Regions from separate parts of the Zea mays genome. Here region 2 is linked to region 1. Evidence: chromatin contacts called from public Hi-C data. All regions are on one chromosome and are shown on one strand. Each heading gives the region's core, a stretch centred on a gene start, on an enhancer-like site or on the middle of the called end of the contact. The rest is flanking DNA. Distances are from core to core; before and after follow the strand shown. Region 1 holds the start of LOC100286188. Region 2 holds the start of LOC100283419 (DCN1-like protein 4).

What was found. Hi-C and Micro-C count contacts between places; a contact is called where the count stands out from the background.
Region 2: a contact with region 1 is called in a Hi-C map of tassel, with 2.8 times the contacts expected there. The contact joins the promoter of LOC100283419 here to the promoter of LOC100286188 in region 1. A contact is called at or near these places in 8 of 25 Hi-C or Micro-C datasets (ear, leaf, root tip and 1 more).

The regions. Positions count from the first base shown.
Region 1 is chr1:216,881,018-216,887,992 of Zm-B73-REFERENCE-NAM-5.0, reverse strand. LOC100286188 reads left to right here and starts at 4,410. Exons shown (of 2, transcript NM_001159076.1): 1 at 4,410-4,901; 2 at 4,994-5,409. The coding sequence starts at 4,539. The coding sequence ends at 5,176. LOC100283687 reads left to right here. Exons shown (of 2, transcript NM_001156588.1): 2 at 148-506. The coding sequence ends at 307.
Region 2 is chr1:217,016,393-217,023,367 of Zm-B73-REFERENCE-NAM-5.0, reverse strand. LOC100283419 (DCN1-like protein 4) reads left to right here and starts at 3,391. Exons shown (of 10, transcript NM_001156320.2): 1 at 3,391-3,619; 2 at 4,736-4,816; 3 at 5,319-5,403; 4 at 6,152-6,226; 5 at 6,301-6,337; 6 at 6,452-6,535; 7 at 6,714-6,774; 8 at 6,863-6,969. The coding sequence starts at 3,568.

The DNA.
Region 1 (6,975 bases), core at 3,161-5,660:
TTACAAAATGTAAACGAAACAGCACCCTAGTTCATTCCATTTTGATACACTTGCTTTTTATTGCCAAGAAATGAGCTTCATTCATGCTGATACGAGACTTCCTTTTTTTGGGAGCATGTAGACTAATTTGTTTGTTCTGGTGAACAGTGAGTTGGATGAGGAAATGCAAAGTGCCGTACAAGACTACCTGGAGAAAATTGGAGTGAATGATGACCTTGCTGCATTTTTGCACGCCTACATGGAAAACAAGGAGCACACTGAACTGATCAGATGGCTGAAAAACGTTGAGTGCCATATCAAGAAGTGAACATTCTAGTCGGGTTAATACTTTGTCCTACAGCACTTGCAGATGCAGCTTTTGATCGCAATCTTGGAACTTTACTAGGCCCCATTTAAATCCTTAGAATTGATTAAGCTCATATTGTTGTATGAGAAATATCACGCCTACATGGAAAACAGGGATCATACTGAACTTATCAGATGACTGAAAAACGTAGTGCCATATCAAAAAAAATTGCATTCTAGTTGTGTTAATACTTTGTCAACTTAAGGGACGACGTAATTTTTTTTAAGTTAAGTTACTGTAGGGAGGGCCTACAATATTTTTATTATTTCTTGGTCAAATATGAATAGCTTACAGTAAACTTACAATATTTTTATTATTTCTTGGTCAAATATGAATAGCTTACAGTAAAGTAAAAGGTGATTACGATACAAAGCACTGAATCCAATTGCTAATTTTATCACCTATCTCTGGCTTAATTTGGTGGCACACGAGAGTCATTTCTTTTTTAAACATTTCTTGACATGCATCCACCGTGGGTGGGGTCTCGTTGAAAATCCAATTATTCCTGCTTTTTCAAATGCACCAGGTCATAATGATGATAGTTTCCATTCTCCATGGTACTTGCCATCTCATTCTAATTCTCAGGAAGGTATTGATTAGATCCGTTGTTCTTGGCGATGTGATGCCTATTAGGAGCTAACATCTTCTAGCAAAGTTGCATCTGAAAAAAAGATGAAGAGCCATCTCTTCGAGCTGGAGGATACAGTTGTCGCAAGTGTAGGAGTCTAGTGGCATAGATCGCTGTCTGAGGAATGAACGAGTATTTAATCTATCTTTAAGCAGTAACTAGAAAAGACCTTGTGTTTAGGCTGACATTTTGTTTTCCACAACCAGGAGAAGATGAGGTGGGTCCACTGGTTGCCAGACATGTGGGTCCACTGGTTGCCAGACATGTGAGTATAGGCCTTCTGTGAGGAAAACAAGCTAGAGGAACCATTGCAGAGCCATTTGCCTCTCTGATCATGTTGCGGAAGATTTGCCAATAAGTCTTGTAAAGCATGAAACTGCTCAAAAGCTTCAACAGACAGAGGAGTGTGGAACATCTCATGCGAGGTTGCCGTTCTTGCTTGGTGAATAGTGATGTCTTTGATGGAAGCGAAAGACCAAAGTTCTGGGAATCTTGCAGACTTGCACATGCCATCCCAGTTGTCATGACACAGAAGTGTTGTTTTTCTATCTCCAATCTCCACCCAAGCTAACTCTTTATAAGATTCTTGAATTTTAAGAATGTCTCTCCACCAGAATGAGCCTAATTAAGGGACGACGTAATTCATGTGTCGAAAGCCTCCAACTAGAGTGTAAATGGTAGATAATTTTCGTACATATCCAATTTCAAATATATTGAGAATTCTATACCCGTTCGTATGCAAGTTCGGTCAGACTCGGATATATCAGTATTTTGTGTTAGTTATATTGTAAGATTGGTCCATACAAATAATTTAAAAAATTGTAAGATCTATAAATAATTAAATTATGTATTATGGTTTAGTGCCATACGAGATTTTGACTCAACGTTAACTCAATTTATATGATTAGACTTTCTATATCCATATGAGGATGTTAAGAAAAGGATAAAGACATCATACTACCGAAATCTAGCTCTTTGTCGAGTGTTCGATGCTTTACCGAGTTCAGTTTATCGGACGTTACTCTCGGCGAACTAAGACTCTTGGCACATACCTTGTTTGCCAAGGGTGGAACAGTCGGCATAGAAAGACACTCGACAAAGGAGTCTTTGCCGAGAGCCAAGCTCTCCGCGAAATGCGACGCTCGACAAAAAGCCGTTAGGAGCCATCTATTGTTGATGGCCGTTAACTTTGACGAGTGTCTTCTCTTGACACTCGACAAACAATATTTATTTTTTTTTCTTTTTTATACCAAACTTTTTGTGGTGTTTTTCTATAGTATATAGACCTACATGGTCAATTTTGGCACAATTATCAAAATGTTTGCTATAACTATTAGATTTAGTTTGTTTAATTAAATTTCATCGGATAATTTAAATTTGAACTGCAAGTCACTCGAAAAATGGAAAATAGTGAATACAAAAATGATATTAATGTTATTTAGCACAAAATACAACATATTTCAGAAGCGGACCGGAATTTTCGAACACCATGCTCACGAAACATGAACAAGAACTTGTGATATATTTGTTTTAAATTTCTATAAAACACAAACAAAGTTAGAAAATCACGAAACTTGTCGACATGTAATAATATCATATGAAGAGGCTGTAATAAAATTTTGACCATGTTTCATGAAAGTTGTCACGTACTATGTATAGAAACCTAGATGTCCTTCAGATGAAATCATAAAACTTCAATGTAGACCGGATATGTTTCTACGTGTCACACTCGATCCAGGATACTCCGTAAAGTATTCTATGCTGAGTGTCAGATCCAGGACACTCGGTAAAGTATATTTTTAATTTAAAATAAATATTAGCCGAGTGTCAGATTGCGGGCACCCGACAAAGAACTTTACATTAACCGAACTGAGCACCCACTCAATCACTCACTTTAACGCGCCGCCTTACCTCGCTGTCGCCGTTGCGCCACCTCGCCGCGCGCCTAGCCGTGCGCCGCCTACACGTGCCTCGCCATCGTTCGCCTAGCGCGCCGCCTCCACACGCCACCGGTGCCGTTGCGCCACCTCGCCGTCGCCCGCCTAGCTCCGACCCTCGTTGCCGACGTCCTGGCCTCCGTGTGCTGAACCACCGTCCTCGGCCCTGGCCATGGCCACCTCGAGCCGCTGCGCCCATGTGCCGAACCGCCATCGCGGCGTCGCCCACCGAGACCACCCTCGCCTCTCCGCCACTGCCACTGCCACTGCCACTCCGAGCCATCATCGTCACCACGATCGCCACCATTAGAGGTTCCCCCACTGCCTGTTTAATTGTAATTTTTTGTTTTGAACTTTTTAAAGCACATGCTATATGATGAGTAATCTAGTGGATGAATCACAATACGTTATATTGCATATTTTTAGTATTAGGTGTGGGATACGTAGTTTGTTAGAAATGTATTGCCATAGTATATGTACATTTTTTGTGATTGTCGGTCATTACGTCGTTAATAAATGTGTGGATGTCAGCCATCGTGCTGTTAGTTTTCTTTGCAAGTTTTGGAAACCTTCCCGCGCGGGGAGGTGCTATGGAAATTTTTTGTTGACAGGCTTGTGTTTATTATTTTTGCAGAGGTCTTCCTAGCCGATGTAGGTCGGCCTGCACCGCGTCACGTCGCCACTGCACCGATCCGCCATAGCCCCGCTAGCCTGACTCCAACGATACCCTAGTTATAACATCTACTTTTGCATCATGGTCGTAGATCACATAAGAGATACAATGTAGATACACAGATCTTTGCATATATATAAATGTATCTGTTTCGAATTGTCCAATTTTTTGAATAGCATGTGGTTTATAGATAGGGTTAGTTTCCATGCTCTACTATGATTGTATTGATAACAGATAAAGAGGACAAAGTGTTCTGGCGGTAAATAAGGCCAGTTTTACTGAGTTCTGTCCTTTATGATGCATTAGCTATTTGATGATTTATCAGGTTAATTTAAAAGATATAAAAAATTTTATTTGGATAAAACCTATTATCATAAAAGCTAATGTGACACTTTTATTATTCGATTTTTAAGGTGGTGTTCTTAGTTTTGTTGGTGTCCTCATTTTTATAATTAGTTATGTTTTTTCTTATTATAGATCAGAAGAGTAAAACTGAGCAAAAAAAATATGACTAAGAGTAAAAACGAGGAACGTGATAAAACTAAAGGTTTTGTGTTACGAAAGTCACCGATAAAAAAAAAAGACTCGAGGCACCTCTCGATAAGTGATTGGAGATCCCTTCATCCGGCCCTTCTCCATTCACCTACAACTTTCCTCCTACAGCACGACGGTTCGCATCGCAGCCCACTGGGCCACGGGCCACGACACTTGCAAAATGAAAACCCGGCCCACATAGTCCGAAATTGAAAACCACAGCCGCGACGCCGACGCGCACCGAACAACAGCTCCGAGAACGTATCGCCCACAATCCTCCACGTCTACCGCAATCTGTCACTATAGCCTGCGCATTCGCATCCGGGCATCCGGCATCCCACCCCACCCACCTCCTTCCTCTTCCCGCCCGCTAAAACCCACGCCACCGCCGCGCGCCGCCGGCAGCGCAAGGGACGCACGATGGCCATGCAGGTGGTGCGCAACCTCGACCTGGAGCGGTACGCGGGGCGGTGGTACGAGATCGCGTGCTTCCCGTCCCGGTTCCAGCCCAAGACGGGCACCAACACGCGCGCCACCTACACGCTGAACCCGGACGGCACTGTGAAGGTGGTGAACGAGACGTGGGCCGACGGGCGCCGCGGCCACATCGAGGGCACGGCCTGGCGCGCCGACCCTGCCAGCGACGAGGCCAAGCTCAAGGTTCGCTTCTACGTGCCGCCCTTCCTCCCCCTCATCCCCGTCACCGGCGACTACTGGGTGCTCCACATCGACGCCGACTACCAGTACGCGCTCGTCGGGCAGCCCTCCAGGAACTACCTCTGGGTGCGTGCGAATTCCTCTCTGGCCTCCGTCCGTCTATCCCTCGCCGAATCGTGCCTGTCTGCCTACCAATCCCCCTGTGTTTGTGTGTGCAGATCCTTTGCAGGCAGCCTCACATGGACGAGTCCGTGTACAAGGAACTGGTGGAGCGTGCCAAGGAGGAAGGGTACGACGTGTCGAAGCTCCGCAAGACGGCGCACCCTGACCCGCCGCCGGAGAGCGAGCAGAGCCCCAGGGACGGCGGGATGTGGTGGGTCAAGTCCATCTTTGGCAAGTAGCCTTGTGGTGGTGGGTGGCAGCGCGGGTGCTGCCGTGCCGAGCAGGCGAGCGCACGCAAGAGATGCCTGTGACCGTCGGTTCCGCGTGTACATTCAGCACTAGCTGGGGATTAAGTTGGTTCGTTGTTGCTGTCGCGATCTGCAAATGGCGAAAAGTGTGCTTGTTTCTTGCCCGTCTGTATTGTATCGAACTTTGAGCGAATGTTTCAGTTTGCTGCATCATTTGTTTGTCATGTGCTGAATTCCCTGCTTGACCGAGTTCGTAGGCAATCCTCCATGTCGTTCTGTTCAGTTGTGGTTAACGCAGCGTGGAAGGAAACTGAAGTTTTACGGAGACGGACACAATTGCCGGCTTTCTCCGCGGTGCCGCTTGGTGGCAGCGGCCAGCGGGCAGGGAGCGTGGCACGGCGTGCTCAGCGCGAGCCGAGAAGCCGGGACCGCCGAGGGCGCACGCGACGTGTGAGGGGCACTCCATGACATTCAACAATTCGGTATCCAAATTCCCGAGGGCGCACGCGACGTGTGAGGGGCAGCTCCATGACATTCAACAATTCGGTATCAAAATTCTTATTCACATAGGTACGTGCCCGTGCGTTGCAACGACATTCAGAATATTTGGCAAAATATTAGTGCACAACAATTATATAGTATTGTAATGTGATACTTCTAGGAGATAATTCAAAACCTTGGATAACTTAAGGCCAATAAATAAGTCAAAGGAATAACAAATAAGTTGGAAAATTTGGAAAGTCAAAGTACTCCACATACATGGTAAAAGAATGTTTAATGTAACGGTGAAAGCTACTTCATCTTCTGGAAATGTATGATGCCCCAATAAACTTTGGAATATAAGAGATTTGCACAACGTCAGCATCCTAAAAATTACACCACAAAACACATGCAAAGAAGCAAATGAGCTAAAATCTAGAATTGATCAACTAAAAATCATGGCTCAGAATAAATTAAAGACAATTACTGCTGGTGCTGGGAAGAATGTGTTTACGTGCTACAAGGGGAAGAAATGCTTAGTTAAGGTATGTCACTATATGCAAGTATATGCTCAGGATGGACAACCAGTGTTTCCTTATTTCCTGCATAGTTTAGGGCCACACATTTCAATTATAGCGGATAGTGTTTATGGCGATAATCCAATGATACACATATAAAATAGATAATACCTTTGATTTGACAACGCCCAAGGTCCCATAAGTATCTCTAACATTGTCAATACAATTTAGAGCAACCTTCAATAGATCAGGCACGCAAGCCTGAACATGGGATGACAAGTTCATGAAAATGTCAACAGTCACATTTGGAGCCTGAGTGTTCATATGAAGGAAGGGCAACCTAATAATTTCCCTGAAAGCATCTACAGTCTGTCTAGCTCGAGCTAGCTTATAAATATGGAGAATAGCTTCAAGCTGTCTCAGCATAATTTGGTGCTCAGAAATGAGATCCTTCTCTTGAATGTTGCACTCAAGTTTTCACAAGACAAATTAAAACAGATTCAATCGGCAAAATAACCAGCATTCTACCTATGCTAGAATTGAAGAGGAAAATAACCTGGTTTCAGAAGAATATCTAGTTATCCCCAAAAAATTCTTGGTATCTAATATACTCCATGCCATCGCACAGACTGCATAACGTGCACTTGTTTATTGTCTGAAGAGCCATGGCAAAAGCTCCAACTCTTTTATGAATTTCCACAACTTGTTTCATATGAACACAAACCAAAATTGAATACGGTTCTATAAAATGCATACCTGATGTGAGGTTTCATAAAGTGGTAGTTATTTACA
Region 2 (6,975 bases), core at 2,142-4,641, 140 kb before region 1:
ACCCGCTGCTGCCGTTTGGCTTGTGGCCCGTGACATAAGCCAACGGGTCGAGCCTGACGTAAGGCCCATACAGCCGTGCAGCCTCTGCATTTATTGCGGAGAGGGTGCGCCGCCTGACACCATGCTGACAGGCGACGTGCCCTCTCGGCATTTAATGCGCCCTGTCCAATCCGCTGGCAGTCGGCGTCAGAGTCGTCCAGCAGACGGCGCGCCTGACCAGTCTGTTGGCGAACAGTGCGCCTGTGCCGAGCGGCGCACTGTGCTCATCATCCCTTCTACAAGAAGCTTCCCCTGCACGCCGAGGATACGCAGATCTTGGGCGTCAGGACGCAAGAAGATTGCCCCAGCAGCAAACATTTGTGGCTCCAAGTGCTATATTCTTTATGTCCCTGGGCCCACATGTCGAAGCCCAGTACCTTTGTGCATGCCCCACTTCAGCTATAAAAGGGGAGGCATGCGACGTTACATACAAGCTCAACTTTTAGATCCAACCTTAGACTCGCAAGCTCATCCAAGCTCACAAGCAATACATCACACAGTGGAGTAGGGTGTTACGCTCCGGTGGCTCGAACCACTCTAAATCCTTGTGTGTTCTTGTGTTCTTCCGGTTTTCCAAACTAACAAGCAAAACGCCTAAGCCCCTCCTCATCTAGGATTTAGGGAGGGTGCAGTCCGCCACCCGGTCGGAGATTTCCTCTCCGACAGTACTCATATTGGTTTTTGCCAAAACGCTCACTGATCAACCCACCAAATTCAGACCATGTGAGGCTGGGTAATTTGTGCTCTATAGACTGGAGCCAGCGAGCGGCTAAACCCGAAAAATGCATAGTAGCGACTTGGATCCAGACCATGGGGTCAACTCCGTACATGGCAAAATATTTTTCACATCTAGATTGCCAAAGTTTGGGAAATTCGCCATCAAATGCAGGGAAGTTGAGCTGTGGAAGTTTTCCTAAATGGGCTATAAACTGGGTACCGAATGCTCTACCCCCAAAAGCTGTATGAGGAGGTGGATAAGTGGACCCATGAAACTGGGTTCCAACATGGTACTGAGGTTGCTCAAATTCATGATGAGGAAAAGTACCGGGTGGCATACCATTGGTCGGGAGAAGGTTATGGGGATAGAAACCCCCAAAACCCTGCTCCCGGTTGTAGTTGTCGAAGTGGTGCCCGTACAGGCCGTCGGCGTGTGGAGCAGCAGCGTGGAATTGGTCCAGCGCTGTCCACTGGTGCCCTTGGATGCCCGGTGGTTGTTGTGGGTCAGTGGGAACGCCGCGCTCGAGCAACTGGGACACCTTGGCCAACTCCTCGCGCATGGTGGTGATGGAATCCTGGACGCCCTCGACCGAGCGCTCGATCCGAGGTCGCCAGGACTCGAAGAAGGAAGTCACACTCTCCAGGGCCGCTACTCGCGTGGAGGCGTCGACGACGATTGATCCGATCCGCTCCCGCGCGACCTCCTCGAACGCCACCGTCTGCGACGCGAGGTGCGCGTCGAGGTTGCGGCTGAGATCTTCACGGTCGCGATCCAGTCGGTGATGAATCGAGTTGATATCCTCGGTGTTGTTGGCGACAGACTGCTTCAAGGAACCCCACTGGAGATCCTGAGCTTCGAGTCGATCGCAGAGTTGTTGGAGCAGCTTGGACTGCGCTGCCAGATGCTTGGATTGGGATTCGATTTGCTTGGATTGAGCGACGAGAGCCGTGGATACGCGGGGATCTGATGCCCCAGCCATCTTCGTCGCTCGCGTGAAGTATGGAGCGCTGTCCGCCTCCAGGATCGGTTGTTCTGATACCAGTTGTTAGGGTCCGGCACCAGGGGAGACTCCGATAGAGGTAGGAGACGATACGATACGATACTATTACCAGTAGCGTATTTCTTACAGCCTGAGTATCTCTTACAATTTCGTTCCTTAAGTATTCACACCCACTCTGGGCCCGTGTATCTTACATTGGGCTTCTTCCATCGCCGGCCCAACACCGGAGCTTCCAGCGGAGGTGTATCTGTTGCCGCGGCGTAGTTCTTGTGCTCTCTGTCATGCTGAATGCTGACACTCAAGCACCTACGCACCAGAGACAACAGGAGCCAACGCTGATTTACAACCATCTACAGACCGTGGAAGCAGAAGGCCCAACAGGCGCTACGCCGACCGAGAATGGGTGCAGTAACCCTGGCCCATGCGGCTTGTAATAGGATATGAGGTACTCCCTCCGTCCCAGGATATAAGGCGTAACCACCTCTGGTTCAAAGACCAAGAAATGCATTTAATTGTCTCTATACCACTGCATCGATATACGTATGCATAGAGAGAGCACGCCTTATATTGTGGGACAAGAATAAAAAGTAGTTACGCCTTATATCCTGGGACGGAGGGAGTAGAAGCGAGAGAGGAATTGAGCTCAGCGAATAACAGAACTGCGGTACTCTCCCTGTAACCTCTCCTTCTTCCTTCTCCCTTACCCAAGTTTGCGGCGGCTGCTAACACGACGACGATGACCAGTGGTGAAGGACAAAATAATAGTAAGATATGGCTGAAGAAGGACAAAAAAGAGAAAAACATGATGTAGCACAAAGGACTTGAACCTGAAACATGTTGATTAAAAATAATATGAACTTACCACTACACTAAACATGATTTTTAGGTATGGCTCAAGCCATAATATTCTATAATGGGTGCTCCGCCACTTACGATGACGTCGCTGGCCCCCGCTGTGGGTACGAATTGGGCACTGACGACGAAGTGGAGGCTGCCGGAAAGACCAGGGAGAGGCAGTGGTACTTCTTCGTGCTGCGCGACCTCAAGGGCGGCAGCTGTGGGCGGCCGATCGAACCGAAGGACGGAGCACAGGTTCTGGAAAGCCATCCGTACCTCTGTCGACGCCGAGTAGCTAGCTGATCGGGCTGAAGAAGACGCTCGTCTTCTACTAGCGCCGTTCCTTGCGCGACGCCAAGACGGACGGGACGGACTGGCCGAGTACGAGTTTCGAGAAAGCAACAACAACATGTATTTTGGTCCAGCCACAACTATTAATCTTGTGTTAAGTTATTCGATGCTATGCGTTCAAAGCATGACCTTATTATAATGTTATTTTTTAATTGACGTATGAAATCCTTTCTTACGGGTTCCATGGCTGTTAAAAAATTTGGGTGCCGGGGATACGAGCGGCAAGGCTTGTATAGAGGACGAAGGGTCGGTGAAAGACCGAAAGGAATGAATAGGTAAGTTGTGTAAGTGATAAACAGTAGGTATTTTTTTAACTCTACGAATCTTATTTTCGGTGCATCTTTGGAAAAAATTAACTAATTATGGAAGTGGATGACAATTTTCTTCTGGCCCCATGGCTATGGTGTGAGTGACACAAATTAAATAGGTGCTATAGTAGAGTGGCAAAAAAATAAAATCGAATGCCCCTCCGTCTTCCTCCCCTTTTGTTCTCCCACAACGAACTCGGGGCTCGCACCCAGAAGGGAGAGAACTCGTCGCGACGAGGAGAGAAGAACCTGAGGTGGTCCCGAATCAGACGCGGAAGAGGGTGGGTTCAGGAGCAAGCCAGCCTGCCGCCACCATGAGGCGCGCCTCGAAGAAATCCTTGTCGTCTGCCGCGACCGCTAGCGCTGGTACCGCCCCCACCGCTGGGCCACTCCCTTCTTCCCTTAGTTCCTTGATCGCGCTCACTAGTTCCCAGGCAGTGCGGATGGGTTCCTGTTTCTCCAGATTGGATGCTGGTGTTATTTCCTCTGGAAGATCTGTGCTGGAGCGCACTCGATTGGTCAATATTTCGATTGTCGAATTCGGTATATGGGAGCTATGCATCGTCTTTTTCGTGATTGGAAGGGTGTGGAGGTTTTTTTTTGGCGATTTGGCGTTGTGGTCGTAAAGAGAAGTGTGTTTGAATCTTGGACTGAATTTGATGTGGAATCTGCTGTGGATTCCTTCATCTGATGATAACAGATTTGTCTTCGTTGTAAAGAGGATGCAATCTGCAGGTCTATTCTTTGCCAACCTAGGTGAATTTTATTTGTATGTGAAGATAAAGAGCAAAAAATTGCACTAATGGCCCAATTTACTGTGTCTCTTGTGATATCTGGACTACGAGTACCATAGATCACTGTTTTAGGTGTGAGTTGTATGCTTTTTTTTTCTCAACTTAAGAACGTATGTGTTAGTTGATATCACTGTGGTAGCCATATAACCTCCTATTGATAGGTTGATAACTGCAGGAAGTTAAATTTCATGATTGAGTCTTACATCTCTCTGTAATTTTGTGTCGTGGTAAGGGACCATCAGAATGGCCTTCTTTCCATAATTATGATTAACCTAATTTGTATTTGATTGCAATTAACACTAGCTCGACATTGTGCTCTCTTTTTTTTGTGTTTCACTTAATTATGCCCCTTATGCTGGCTCCTCTCCCAATTGGCTACTTTTGTTTTTCCCATTGTGCATGGGCATTTAATTAGCTCTCATGATTTTAAAGGGACTTTCTCCATGAATCCTTGAATTCGAGAAGCTTAATCGAGCTCTTATCATGTAAATACAAATTATTTAATTAATTCGACTAATCTACCCATCGGCTGATCTTGTGTATTGGGTAGTTTTAATTTCAATTTTATTTGTACTAGATTTACCATTACAGCATACTGTTTTTCAAATGCATTGGGGTAGGGAATCCTGTGCTCTCTATTTTAGGGTATGAATATATGAATGAATACTAAGCAAACAATTATATTTAGGTGCGGAACAAGTAAATGAAAAACAAAACAGAAAAAGAAAAGGAGTCAGTACAAACCTGACCAGCAGGAAAGCACAACGTGGTGAGCTGCACTGATTTCTTTTCTTCAATTAATTTTCAAATTGCTTGTGCTTATCTGTCCTAGTGTCCTAACAGTGTGCATGTTTGTATTTCTACATGCATGGATTTGTGTGTCCCTACAAAAGATGACCAGATCCATTGTTGTGTTCCTATTTCCATGTTATGTTCTTAGGTTAACCTTAAGCCATTACACAGTGCTATAATGTCTTCTAGCCAAATTGACCCCACAAATACACTGTGCACATGACTAAAAAAATGATATTGCTTTGTTTTATTGTTTGGCAATGGATGTATGGGATCTAATATGATATTTAAAATCTTGGACTGTTATTTCATTTATGTCAAGCTGTTACTTTCTTTCTGCAATCTCTGTTTCTTTCATGAGCTGTCATCTATAAACTGGAATTGTCTAATGTACATATTACTGCCATCAACTTAATTTTGTCATCTATATTTGTGCTTTCTATTTAGCTGTTTGTGAACATTTTCACTATTATTTGCAGGCCCTACTAAAGCAGTTTCCAAGGAAGTAGAACGGATTGATCAATTTTTCTATACTTATGCCGATAACTCATCTGTCATGATTGAGTAAGTTTTTGTCTAGTGATTCTCAATGCTCTGCCACTTTATGTTTGCTGCTCATGAATATCCTTTTTTTATCATATGGGTGATGTGTGGGTTCTTTTTCTCGTTAATGAGCTTAGCTAATAGCTCCGATTTTGTGGCAACCATATTGTTCCAAATGTTTACACTACAGAAACATTGAAATGATTTTTGATATTGTACCATGCACCAAATTTGGCAAATCAAGATAGAGTTTGCATATTTGTTCGCAATTATAAAGTAAACCCAACAGAGAAGCTTTAACTATGATTCTACTGTAGGAAGGGCCACATTGTGGTGTGTACTAAGTTGTCAATCAAGGGCAGTACCCTGTTGGTCAGTTAACTATTGGCTTCGGAGTTCTAGCTGGTAGTACTTCTTGTGTTCATATGATAATTGTATTCAGATCCATCATGCCAACCAGTTGGAGGTGTTGTCTACCAAAGTAGCACATAGTGGTTGTCTTCTATAGGCTCATTTATATAGCAATCTATGTCCTTGATAGATATCACAAGATCGATGTGTTTTTTGCAAGCAATTAGATATGTTGTTTTTTCAAGTCCTATATGCTGTCTGACCTCCCCCCTCCCTCGCCCCCTCATTGCTCACTTCATACAACTGCCTGCCCTTAAAGTTGCATGCAGCCATGCGCTACAGAGTTTGGAGAGGCATGTCTATTATACTAAATTACTAATGCAACCTTACTGGTCGTATTTTTCTCCTGCTGGGACAGCCCAGAAGGCATTGAAACACTCTGTTCTCACCTTGAAGTTCCCCACACCGACGTTAGGATTCTAATGTTAGCATGGTATGTCATCTGTTTTCTGAAATTTCCAATTTTGTTTATTTCTTTCACAAATATCTAACAAATCCTATTTACAGGAAAATGGGCTGTGAGAAGCAAGGTTATTTTACCTTGGTATGCATTGCATACTGTTATTCAAGTGTTCATTTAAGAACTTGTTTTAGTTCTAATAGTAAAGGTTTGTTCTATGCTTTCAAGTGTTGACTAATACATGTTTTATGTTACCAGGATGAATGGAGAGCTGGTTTGAAAGCTCTTCGAGCAGACAGCATCAGTAAACTGAAGAAAGCATTTCCTGAACTGGTTCAAGAGGTGATTCTGTCTCCCCAAATAATATCTTATGTTCAAGTGAGCTATGCATGTCAGATTTAATTTATGGAGTGAAGAATTTACTTTGTAATCAAGAACTTCCATCTAACATTAACTGTTGATATTTTTTTATGTTCAAGTGTAACCTTGCTTACCACTTTCATGTGTTCTATAAATCCAGGTTACAAGGCCGTCAAATTTCCAGGATTTCTACATATATGCATTTCGTTATTGCCTCACAGGTATTGTTGCATGCTATTGTATGTTGTAACTCCAAAGCAAAGTGATTAAGGTGGCTGCTTTTCATAACTAATGATTATGTTTCCTCAGAGGATAAGAAGAAGTGTATAGAAATACCAGTTGCTTGTGAGTTGCTGAATCTAGTATTAGGCTTGCAGTTCCGCCCTCAGGTTGACAAGCTTAGTAATTACCTCAAGGCAATG